Linked DNA regions of Mus musculus: all the other regions are linked to region 2. Evidence: chromatin contacts called from public Hi-C and Micro-C data. All regions are on one chromosome and are shown on one strand. Each heading gives the region's core, a stretch centred on a gene start, on an enhancer-like site or on the middle of the called end of the contact. The rest is flanking DNA. Distances are from core to core; before and after follow the strand shown. Region 1 overlaps Syt1 (synaptotagmin I). Region 2 holds the start of Ppp1r12a (protein phosphatase 1, regulatory subunit 12A). Region 3 overlaps Otogl (otogelin-like).

Region 1 (4,006 bases), core at 836-3,335, 380 kb before region 2:
ATGTGACCTCTGTGAAAGGGTCATTCGACTCCGAAAGGGGTCATCTCCTACCAGTTTCTAACAGCTGGTCTGGAGAACACCAAGGGTTTGCATGTTCCCTTCCAATCACACAAGCTCCAGTTTCCACCTTGTCCTGTGCATTCTTTATTATTATTATTATTATTATTATTATTATTATTATTATATTCTCTTCATTTACATTTCAAATGCTATCCCCTTTCCTAGTTTCCTCTCCGAAAATCCCCTATACCCTCTCCACTCCCCCTGCTCCCCAACCCACCCACTCCTGCTTCCTGACCCTGGCATTCCCCTACACTGGGGCATAGAATCTTCTCAAAACCAAGGGCCACTCCTCACATTGATGGCCAACTAGGCCATTCTCTGCTACATATGCAGCTAGAGACACAAGCTCTGGGGTTACTGGTTAGTTCATATTGTTGTTCCTCCTATAGGATTGCAGACCCCTCCAGCTCCTTGGGTACTTTCTCTAGCTCCTTCATTGGGTACCCTGTGTTCCATCCAATAGATGACTGTGAGCATCCACTTCTGTATTTGCCAGGCACTGGCATAGCCTCACAGGAGACAGCTATATCAGGCTCCTGTCAGCAGGCTCTTGTTGGCATATGCAATAGTGTCTGGGCTTAGTGGTTGTTTATGGGATGGATCCCCAAGTGGGGCAGTCTCTGGCTGGTCCTTCCTTCAGACTCAACTCCGAACTTTGTAACTCTTTCCATGGGTATTTTGTTCCCCCTTCTAAGAAGAATCGAAGTATCCACACTTTGGTCTTCCTTCTTGAGTTTCATGTGTTTTGCAAACTGGACATAGTACTACCTGAGGACCCAGCAATACCACTCCTGGGCATACACCCAGAAGATGCTCCAACATGTAATAAGGACATGTGCTCCTCTATGTTCATAGCAGCCTTATTTATAATAGCCAGAAGCTGGAGAGAACCCAGATGTCCCTCAACAGAGGAATGGATACAGAAAATGTGGTACATTTACACAATGGAGTACTACTCAGCTATTCAAAACAATGAATTTATGAAATTCTTAGGAAAATGGATGGATTGGAGGATATCCTGAGTGAGGTAACCCAATCACAAAAGAACGCACATGATATGCACTCACTGATAAGTGGATATTAGCCCAGAAACTTAGAATGCCCTGTGCATTCTTGAAGCATCCAAAGGCACTGTCCATGCTTGGCCGATTTGGCAGCAGCTGAAATGAGATGGAACTTGCATCTAAAGGGTTTTCCTAGGACCAACGTGATAATATGAGAACCCATTCTGGTGCTGTGGTCACGCACAGTCTTTCTCATGCCCTGTCCCCATGATGGAAGAAACAGACATGTTGAAAAGACTCAGTGTCCGGGTAAATCTCACCAAGTTTGGTTTCATCGTTTTCATGAGTTTGCATTGGCTTCAGAGTCAGAATCATACTTAAAACTCCAGTTCTCCCTGCCCTCCTCTAGAAGATGCCTGCCTACCACGAACTCGACAGTGAGGGGACTCTAAAGATGGGTAAAGAAGAATGCATACTAGCCTGTTAAAGTGCTGGAGAGTGGCCTGCACATGTAGGTGCATGTAGGCATGTGTAGGTGCATGTAGAACACTTTTATCTTTGTGACTCTGCCATGTATTATGGTACAGAGGTATATGTGCATGGCTGTGGAAGTCAGAAACACCTAGAACACTGTGGGTCACGACCCCTTTGGAGAAGCCAAACACTTTTTGTGATGGTTGCCTTAGATAGCCAGAAAACACAGATATTAACATCACAGTTCATAACAGTAGCAAAACTGCAGTTACGAAGCAGCCACAAACATGCTTCTATGGTTGGGGGTCACCATGTAAGGAACATAAGGAACTGTATTAAAGGGCTGCAGCGTTAAGAAGGTTGAGAACCGCTGACCTTGAGGGATGAGTTGCTGGCCCTGAGACTTAGTGTCCCCAGCTGCTGAAAAAAGGATGATAATACCTTCTTCATAGGGAACAACGGGTGACTGTTAGCTGAACTGACCTGCAGTGGGGCTTTCCACAGGCCCTGACAAGCAGTCAGGTGATTTGTATTCTTCTGTAACTTGGCCATGACTCACTGTTTTCTCTGGATTTATCTCTGGAATTCCCCTTGAGGTGATTCGGACTTGTGGCTCACTACTTTCCGTGTACTTCCCCCACTAATAGAGAAACAAAGTTAAATTTAACATCAGGAGTTATCTTAAGAGGAAAATACATTCATTTAAAAAAAAAAAAAAGGACAACTCTGATGGTTTTGAGGAAAAAAAATCACCAAACACAGAGGGGGTTCAATGGAAGAGATGGGACACAACGCCCCCCTTCCCCACTGTGGCTCTTCAGCACCAAGTGGCAGTCTCACTACGCTGTGTCCCACTTCCAGACCAGTCCAGAGGCCTGAGAAGCTGGAAAGAGACAGGAAACTTGAGTTTTACGCTACTGACCCTCATTTGACATAGCAAGATGGCTCCCCACCCACACTCTCAGAATTGGAAACGTGAGCCTGAGGAGAGTCTATCGTCTTTGCAGAACACTGCCATCGAGACAGTAGACCTCACGTCTGGTAGCTTCTCTCTATCGACAGCACAGTTGTTTTATTTATTTATTTATTTATTTATATTCAAAGTAGATGCAAGCTCCTCCAGTGCCTCTCCCTAATGTGAGAAGACCTGATTGTCTACGATTCTTACACTCAGAGCAGAAGTGCTTGCTCTCTGTTTAGCAGTCTCCAAGTGGATGCGTGGACACATGTTATGTTCTTCTTTTCCTCCCCCAGCCACATAACTACGTGATCGTGACCTCCTCCTACTGGCCCCTTCCCCTACAAACAATGGTATCTGAGCCTCGGTCCAGTTCACACTGCCTTCGAATAGTCGTTGATTCCAGAAACTCTTAAGACATGGGAATATTCTCCTGGCTGACATCCTTTGAGCCTGGCCTAGGATACTTGAGTTCAAAGCATAGGTACAGAAAGACAGTTCAAGATGAGCCATTTTCAACAGGAGGTGGCAGTAGCAGCCAGGGATTGAGCACCCTTCCTGAGCCCTGCTCACGGGAGCCATCCAGCCATCCTGACCTGCAGTTTGGCATTCTAAAGCCAAAAGGCAGAACAAGCCTGAGGTCCCCCGCCCTCCATGAGCCCCGCAACTATTCCAAACCCCGAAATTGCACGAACACGAAAGCCAAACAAGCAAAGGAATGAGCTGTGAGGCTGTTCCTAAGTCTTACTGCAGAGGACAGAAGGAGCCCTCTCGTACATCAACTGATATGGCTTCAGAAGGGTCTTGAGGAAGGTTATGAGGAGGGTCAGCAGTACAGGCTGACTGGGAAAACAAGAACTCCAGAGCCAATCCACACCCTCGATGAGACTTAACAAGGAGACTCAGCCAAACCCTCTGACAGATTAGGGAATACGGAATCTTCTTCAGAAATTCTACGAAGGGTCCAAAAAAGATAATGGCCAGAAAAACTTGGTTTGTAAATTATGATATATAAACATACAAAGATATTTGATTTTGGCTCACTTGTTGAATTTGACCCTACAGCTCCAAATTTAGCAGACAGACTGACTGACACAAGACACAGAGACACATACACACTTTCTTTCCTTCTCTCTTTCTTGCTTTTTTTTTTTTTTTTTTTTGTCCCTGTTACAAGGCCAGAAGCAGTTGGAGTGTGGACCTATTATTTCTCTGATAATTATAATTTCCCAGAGAGTTAAGGCACACAAATTACTTTGTAATAGCTTTAAATTCTTTGCTTTGTCCTCGGTCTACAATTATGCACTCGCCCGTGCTCCCGTCATTGGTTGTCCTGATTTATGAAACCTCTGTTCTCTGATCTCAGTTTTTACCTCTGCCTCCTTTAAAATGTACAGAACGTGGCCGCAAGGTCACATTTCTCATCATCACAGAGTCCCGCTCTCAGGTGTAGTCATTACCGTCTTAATAAGGTGGGCAGTTAGGCCCTCAGTAGTCTATCTCATCC
Region 2 (3,704 bases), core at 467-2,966:
CTGTAAATTTCCTAGTAATTCCAAGTTTCTTAATATGAAAATAGAAAGAATCTGTCGTGGCATCTATTACCAGCACTTTAAACTTGCTTTTCAAGCAGAACTCTAAGGGTTCTGTTGCTTTTGGCTTGTTAAAGGCAAAGCAACATTATCTCTGGATTGCCAATAGTTTCTCCTTATTTGGCTAACATTGAGAGATCCCAATCGGACTACTATAAAACTTTAACATGCACAAAGCATCCATTTTGAGAAAAGGTTGTGATTAGCTTTGGTTTTTTTTTTTTCTCTCCCCCTCCCCACCACCACCACCAAAAAATAAAAAAATAATAATAATAAAGTTTGGCAACTGTCTTTGAGGAGTACACAGTGTTTATTCCCATCTTCCCTAGCCCCGGTGTGCACTCCAGGAGCCAGGACTCAGGGATCTGTGACTGCGACCAACTTCGAGTACAGGAACCCATAGACTCCAGTTACGAGGTGGGCAAGCCCACTCGGGAAGACTTCCCTTATCAGATTCACTACCAATCCCCTCTCTTTCAGCCACTCCGGATTAGCTAATTACACCCCGTTTCCCCCTCCCCAGTGACCAAGAGTAATAAAGGAGAAAACAGGAAATCGTTCGCTCGGGGCACCCGGCTTTAAGGGTTCGGGCTTTAAGGGTTCGGGATCACTAATATCATCATCCTCATTTGTAATCAAGTCCTAAAAATGTACACCAACACCAATGCCCACCTCCAGGCCAGTGGGCTCCATCTGCCCCAAGAGTCCCTGTTAGTGGATTTTTTTTTTTCAACAACCCTCCCCGCCCCACGGTCTATCACTGACACCGGGCCTCGGCACAACCCATTACTCTCCGGCTCGGCTTGACCCAGACTACCAGACCCAGACACATGTCCACAAATGGCCCTGGAGGCCCCCAAGAGGACCACAGTCCATTCTGCCCCGCGCCCAGGAACATCGGCCGGGTCCCCCCCCAAACTGCACAGGCTGCGGGCGAGCGGCTCTGGAGGGGGGCCCGGAGCCCCGCGCCCCAGCCAGCCTCCCGCGACGGAGCCGCCCCCTCACCCGCAAGCAGGGAGTCTCCCGCCACCCCCCGGCCTCAGCCCCGGCCCCGGGCGCGAGCACCACAGCGGGCCCCGGGGTTCCGGGGTCCGGATGAGGGGACGCCGGGCACACAGACCTGGTGCAGGGCGGTGAGTCCGTCCACATTGGCGTAATTGATGTCGGCGCCGCGGTGCAGCAGCTTGAGGACCTCGTCCGTGTCGCCGCTGGAGCAGGCGGCGAGGAAGACGGCGCCATCGTCGAACTTCACCTTGGTCTTCTGGCGCTTCACCACGGGCGGCTCGAGGTCCGTCTCGGAGCCGATCCAGCGCTTCAGCTGCTCGTTCCGCTTCTGCTTCGCGTCCGCCATCTTCATCCCCTCTCCAGCCGCCGGCTCCTCTTATCGCGAGCTGGGGCGGGGGGGAAGGGGGCGGCGGCGGCGAGGGGACGCCGCCGGGGGGAGTATGCGACCGCGTCGGCGACAGAAAGAGAGAGAGAGAGAGAGAGAGGGGCCGGAGCGGAGCGGAGCCGCGAGCCGGGGAGGAGACGCTCGAGACTTCCAGTATCCCACAGAGCACTGGGGCGAGCCCGGCCGAGCGGGCCTCTCTTCCTACCACAGACGCCCTCCCGCCCCCGGCACGGCCGCCCGCCCGTCAGTCCGTCAGCCGCGGCCCGGCTGAGCGTAACTTCGCGAGATCGCGGCCGGGGAGGCGCCCTGCGGCCCAGTGCGCATGCGCGCTCCCGCCTCGGCCTGGGCCTCGGCTTCGGCCCGGCCCAGGAAGAGCTCGGGGGCCGAGCGCTGGCGGGGGCGCTACCGGAGGGAAGCGGGTGTGGCTCTGGCAGCCGGGGGCTGGGCCGCTCCTGGAAGGGAGGAGGCCGGGAAGGAAGGTTGTCTCGTCCGGCGGGACCGAGAGCTCTAGAGGCAGCCGGGTCGGGCGGCGAGGCGGGACCGGGCTGACCTGCCTGCCTCCTCCCGGGCTCGGCGGGCCGCGCGAGGCGTCTGCCCGGGGCGGAGGGTTTTCCTATTGGCTGCGTGATTTGAATGGAGAGGACACGGGTCGTGCATTAGGTGCTTGTGGGGGTTGCTCTTCCCGAGGAACTCGGGGGGAAACCCGGGCGATCCTGATGAGAGCGTTTTAAAAGTGGGGTCGGAGTCGTCTCCACGGCCCCGGTGGCATTGACCGAGGTGATCGCCTACTGGCAGGGGATGGTGACCTGCGGTTAATTGCAGTGGCTTCCTGCAAACACCCACTGCAGAAATGTCTTTCCTCTTAGGCTTGCTCAGTATTGTTGTTTTGTTTTTCCCCCGTCTTTAAGCCTGTTTTGATTTCTTCTTCCTCCATCGCTTTTCGGCCTGGGTGGCACTGCCCATGAGGGCTAGTTCAGCCTTGTTAACTGCTCCTGACCTTTTAAGGGATTTACGGTTTCAGCTCCATTGCTTTCTATGGAGTAAAGACCCGGCTGCGTCTAGAATTCAAAAGGAATGTGGACGAAGGCAGTTACTTCGACTGATATTTATCCAGTACATGTCTAAAAAGTCGTGACTTCCTAGGCTCTGAAAATACAGTAAATACGATTTATTTGAGCCCATTTCTTAAATTCTTGTGTTGCAAAGAACATCATAAGGAGATTTTAGCTTTGCCTTTTCTAAACACTCTCCCGTCCCATACACTTTAGATCTATAATGTCATAAAACCCTACCACTGGTCCTTTTTGGGAATCCTGTAGACTGTGAACCCCCCCACCCCCAAAGAAAATAGTTGCCTTGCCCCTAACCGCCTCCCAGTGCTGGGAATACAGCAGTGAAAAGTTATTTTCTTACTCTTCAGCATGTTGCCTTTCTGGTAGATTAGAATAACTGAGTAAAATATGCTGGGGGAACCACCTTATAGAACTGAATATTCTGAATTTCAATGTTAGGAATAGTAATAAAATCCAAGCTAAGATAAAACTACTTCCTTGAAACACAAAACGAGTGTGCCACACATGAAATACATCTATATCTTCATAAAATGTATTGAGGATCATACCACTAGACCTCTGCACAACAATGAGAACAGTGGTGTTTGGTACTGAATCATCATCATCATCTTCTTCTTCTTCTTCTTCTTCTTCTTCTTCTTCTTCTTCTTCTTCTTCTTCTTCTTCTTCCTCCTCCTCCTCCTCCTCCTCCTCCTCCTCCTCCTCCTCCTCCTCCTCCTCCTCCTCCTCCTCCTCCTCCTCCTCTTCTTCTTCTCTCTCTCTCTCTCTCTCTCTCTCTCTCTCTCTCTCTCTCTCTTTCTCTCTCTCTCTCTCTTTCTTTTCCAGATACGGTTTCTCCATGTAGATCTGGCTGTCCTGGAACCCACTTTGTAGACTTCAAACTCAGAAATTGGCCTGCCTCTGCCTCCCAAGTGCTGGGATTAAATCTGTGTGCTACCACCATGGAGCAGGGTCATGAATTTTCTTAACGTGAAACTATAAAATCCCTATGCACAGAATATGGCCCTCCCAATCAAAGAAAAGAATTGAGTATACTCTTACCAGCTCTCCTATCTACCTAGAGAAAACTGACTTTTCCTTGTTTTCTGAGAACATTCTGTCTATTTATTTGCTATTAAAAGTGCTCTTGAAATACACATTCATTGGAATTTCACATTTTCATTTGGGCAAGAGGACTGCAGTGG
Region 3 (4,234 bases), core at 1,571-4,070, 260 kb after region 2:
AAAGGGCCGAGTCACGACGGTAATGATAGCAATCATTTAAGTTCATGTCCTATACAAATCCAAATCCAAATTATTTTTAGATTGGCCAGAACTAAACAGTTAGATGAAGCTGCTGACAGTGTGGCTGGAGAGAACACTGCAAGGGTAGCAGGAAGCTTTTTCTTTTGTTCACAGTCAATGACCCTTTTCCCTTCCCTCCCCACTGTCCGTCTTTTGTCTTGGCAGTATACTATTTCTGTTAAGTAGAAAGCTGGTGGGAGCTCAAAATTGAAAGAAACAGAAGTAATTCTTATCATCAGGTTTAAAGTCACAGCAAAGTTTGATGTTTTCCTTCAATAGAGTAAGCAGCTTTGTAAATACATTTTCCAAAAAATATTCTGCTTGTTTATGTAAATACTTAGTCACCTACCCAGTGTAGGATAGGCATATCTCTTAAAGAAAAGCCACACTGTTTGTAAGTTTATGTAAAACATTTTTCACCCATATTTTGATTTAAGTTAAGACAGTTCCTTCTCCCCCACCCCCAACTCACCTAAAATTTACCTAGAGATCTGTAGGCTTTGAAATGTAAAGAGAAGTCAGTGGACGTTTAGGGGGGAAATGATAACAGGACTTTGTCCTTCTCCTATTTGGCAGACCGTGTTTGTTATTACAGTCAGACAAGTGTCTTCGCCAATGTGACATCTTCCAGACAGCCCTGGCTTCTTTAGTAATATTTTACAGTGACTCAAAGACGTTCTCCGCTCCTGATGTATAACTGGGGTTCTTTCAGCCTGAGCTTTGCCAGTTGCTGCTGTCTTCTTAACAGAGGAAACCTTTCCCTAGCATTCCTTTGCCTTCTCAAACTCACTCAGGAGATGCCTTTGAGATTAAAGAAAACGTGTAGCAATTTGTTTCTTCTTTTTAACGTATTTATTTGAGGCAAGTTTTCTTTCCACGAAAAAGGTATTTGGGGGTGGGGGTGGGGGTGGGGGTAGGGCGGAGGCGTGATTTTTGCTTCTGCCTTATCTTTGTTAAGCACCGATTTCCAAAGACGGGGTCATTTATAGCCTAGCCTCAGTATTAATGGGCAATCTTCAACCGAAATGTGTCACCCATCTCATCGAAGGTGGGAGTTTCCCTTTGAATTTTATGGTTTGCTTGAGCCCTCCCTGAAGTGAGCCAGATCTGAGTTATTCTTCAGTACAGCGCTTGCTCCCGGAGAAAGGGCTGGTGGGAAGTGTTCCAGGCTCGGGTGCAGGGAATCATGTACAGCTTGGGCATTTCTGCTTCTCGTCATCTTGGACAGGGATTCCTTACATGGGAACTTGACCTTTCAATTGCTCGAAGGAGGCTAACCTTTTCTCTCAAAGTACTTTGCGATGTGAAAGCCTGTCTTTCTTGCTTCAGAGCACACATAATGAAATGAATAGATAGAGATTTGATGGCTTAATTCTTTAGCACCACAAGGCAAGAGGCCCAGGTTCTGTTTAAGTTAACAGTATTAGAGTTAGTCCAAGCTAGATCGTGACACATTGTGTTTTTGTGAGCTGATCCATGCCAGAAGATAAATTATTTTGCCCTACCCCTCAGGTTCATGTCCTCATGAATGCCTTAACGGGGCTTTCTGTTCTAAGACGGGTACGTGTGACTGTCAAATATTCCAGGCTCTCGGGACAAGGTGCCAGATTGGTAAGTTTCAGGGATATTTATGAGAGAATTATGGGATATGAACGAGAACATTAAGTCGTGATTTGGTTGGAAGTGTTCATCCCCTGGGATTTGGGACATTAGCTAGAGAGTTCAAAATTTATTTTCATCCATTTGAAGTGATGTAGAAACACTGTAAAAGAAAATAGAAGTGTGTACTTCCCCTTCCCAACGATCTCTATTTTTTCAAGTACTTTTTTCCCCCTTTATTTTCTGGCATTAGCTTAGTAGAACCGTCTTTCGTTTATGTCTCTCTTTTACTTAGTATATCTTCATAGAAGCATTTCTTCTTTGTGTTCCATTAGTTGGACATTGAATATGTAGATTAGAAATAGTACTGAGAACTCTTTAGGTACTGGGGATAAGTTTCCATTTTTAAGTTTTTCTATCCACAGTGTCTAAGGTAGGGTCTTAGGTTAATAATTATCAATGGATAATAATCAGTATTTTTCCATTTGCAAGACAACATGTGAGGCCCAAGTCAGGGTGCGTTTCTGAATGATATGACATGCTTCAGCACCCAGTGATGCATAATGGATGAGCAATACTCACACTTAAGTGTTCTAAAGAAAAGTGCAGGATGTAAGACCCGCTGTTGGGGAAGGCCATTCTGTTTCTTTTCCTGAGCGGACCAACGTTGGCCTGAGCTGACAAATATAGATAATTGTTTCAAAATGAGAGGAAACTAAGACACCTCCTTATCTTTTGGTTTTCCCTGGACTATATCAAAACCCACCTAGTGACAATTCAGCAAATATTCCTGTCTTGTACATTATTATAAAGTGAAGCATTTAAAATATAAAAAATGGTGTGCAGGTGGTGGTGGTGGTGGTGGTGGTGGTGAGATGACTCAGCAGGGAGAAGCCCTAGTTGCCAAGATCAGAATTCTTTCCCCAGAACCCTCTTAGGCAGAAGGAGCAACTCCCAAAATTGTCCTTAGACACTTTCTTGCTCAAACACAATGGGACCCACTCCCACCACCCCCACCACAATAATGAATATTATTATCCACCACACACACACAAGTGGAACAGAGTGGGAGGTTTTATAGAGGAGAGGCATGGTCGTAATAGATGAAGCCCTTTGATTTAAGATAAATAATCGTCTGCAATGTCACCAGTCTGAGGTCATCATTTTGAGATTCCCGGAAACCGAATGACTAATGCTTTCAGCTCCATTTTCAGGCACGCATACCCGTCTATTTATTTATTCATTAATTTTTTTTTTGGTCATCATTTATTTTTCTCTTTGGATACTATAAGGAGATTAAAAAAAAGAATAATTATGGAGACTGGAGCATTCTCCCTGCTGCCTGTGCTGTTGTAGAACATTCCAGGGTGATCTATCTTTCTTTACTGAGTCATTCATCTGCTGGGTCGACATTACTGTCTTTTTTCTTACTCTTCCTTTCTTCCGGATCTGTCTCTTGGAAACAACAGTTAGAGGAGTTTCTAACATAAGTCCTTTTTTCATTAAAACTAGAGACTTGGTGGGTTTTTTTTTTAAGTAACTGGATATTATTTCAGTGAAAATCACAATTATCATGACTGAATATTTTGAGATCGATGGGATTTATTTTCCACTAGTAAATATTCTTTTTATTTCTTTTCAGTGCCAAACATGGGAAGTGGCAGAGATGGGATTTGCAAAACCTGGGGACAGTATCACTTTGAAACATTTGATGGAATCTACTATTATTTCCCAGGAAGTTGTTCTTATATATTTGCAAAGGACTGTGGTAATTTGGAGCCTCAGTACACAGTATGGGTAGGTAGTACTTGAATTTAATCAATTAAAAACATTACTCCTGGAAAACAATGTATTTAAGAATAATGGTCAAATATACAAATATACAGTAGACAAAAATAGAAATAGAAGATAATTATAGAACACCTAGGGCTCTACTCTTAAATGGAGTGGTCCAAATCTGTGGCCATATTGAGTGTCATCCCACTGAGATGATAACTGGCATCTTAGGCACAGGGATTGAATCCATGAGAGAAAGTCTTACAGGCTGTGGAGAAATATCATGTGTTTACTATTATAGTGACTCATCAATATCCCTAATATTTGGGTTTTATTTGATAATTTGGAAGAGGGTAGAGTCATTATTCATATTTTCTTCCTCCTTGCTATTTTGACTGAGATGCCCTCTTGCTTTAACTTTTCCAAAGTGCTACCCTTGGGCTAGGGAATATAGCTGAATGGTAGAGCAAATTTTTAGCACACACAAGGCCCTATTTTGAATCCTTGGCTCCAAAAATAGATAGGTAAATAAAAATACGAAACAAAACAAAAGGAATGGTTTGTGTGTTGAGGAAACTGATGTTTATGAAAGGGACCCCAAGAATTATGTAATTACCAGGTAAATCCATGCTACATGATTAAGCTCATTCAACCAGCTCTTAGTTTCAAAATTCCCAAGTCCAGTGAATTCCTAGGAAATCTCTCAAACTCCAGCTAGAGTTGTTTTCCTGCACTCTTTCTACCCCTGTAGGACTCTTCTTGACAGAGCACCTCTTTCATAGAGCCTCCCCTTCTGAAC

What was found. A called contact is a pair of places that touch in the nucleus more often than the background predicts.
Region 1: a Hi-C map of Sertoli cells shows a contact between it and region 2, with 6 times the contacts expected there. The contact joins the enhancer-like site here to the promoter of Ppp1r12a in region 2. A contact is called at or near these places in 5 of 484 Hi-C or Micro-C datasets (the HL-1 cell line, Sertoli cells, embryonic stem cells and 1 more) and 7 of 115 datasets of contacts at active chromatin or transcription factors (embryonic stem cells, epiblast stem cells, extraembryonic endoderm stem cells and 2 more).
Region 3: a Micro-C map of the HL-1 cell line shows a contact between it and region 2, with 4 times the contacts expected there. The contact joins the enhancer-like site here to the promoter of Ppp1r12a in region 2. A contact is called at or near these places in 3 of 39 promoter capture datasets (the C10 cell line, the HPC-7 cell line and pre-B cells), 1 of 15 datasets of contacts at CTCF or cohesin (the NIH/3T3 cell line), 2 of 484 Hi-C or Micro-C datasets (the HL-1 cell line and uterus), 5 of 115 datasets of contacts at active chromatin or transcription factors (bone marrow-derived macrophages, craniofacial prominence, embryonic stem cells and 2 more) and 1 of 9 other capture datasets (pancreatic islet).

The regions. Positions count from the first base shown.
Region 1 is chr10:108,536,855-108,540,860 of GRCm38.p6, reverse strand. All of the region lies in intron 9 of Syt1 (synaptotagmin I), which reads left to right. Among named protein-coding and RNA genes, the nearest start is that of Gm36601, 83 kb to the right of the region's middle. Within about 2 kb of position 2,085, at least 65 of the 459 cell types and tissues checked have an H3K27ac peak or open chromatin away from gene starts, as enhancers often do. A contact at or near this core is called in the HL-1 cell line, Sertoli cells, extraembryonic endoderm stem cells and 3 more, where this site is marked.
Region 2 is chr10:108,160,110-108,163,813 of GRCm38.p6, reverse strand. Ppp1r12a (protein phosphatase 1, regulatory subunit 12A) reads right to left here and starts at 1,716. Exons shown (of 25, transcript NM_001368736.1): 1 at 1,178-1,716. The coding sequence starts at 1,414. It overlaps Gm40754 (a long non-coding RNA gene), which reads left to right and starts at 3,377. Exons shown (of 4, transcript XR_872014.2): 1 at 3,377-3,704.
Region 3 is chr10:107,898,682-107,902,915 of GRCm38.p6, reverse strand. It overlaps Otogl (otogelin-like), which reads left to right. Exons shown (of 58, transcript NM_001177567.2): 5 at 1,573-1,671; 6 at 3,302-3,456. Among named protein-coding and RNA genes, the nearest start is that of Otogl, 12 kb to the left of the region's middle. Within about 2 kb of position 2,820, at least 24 of the 459 cell types and tissues checked have an H3K27ac peak or open chromatin away from gene starts, as enhancers often do. A contact at or near this core is called in the HL-1 cell line and uterus, where this site is marked.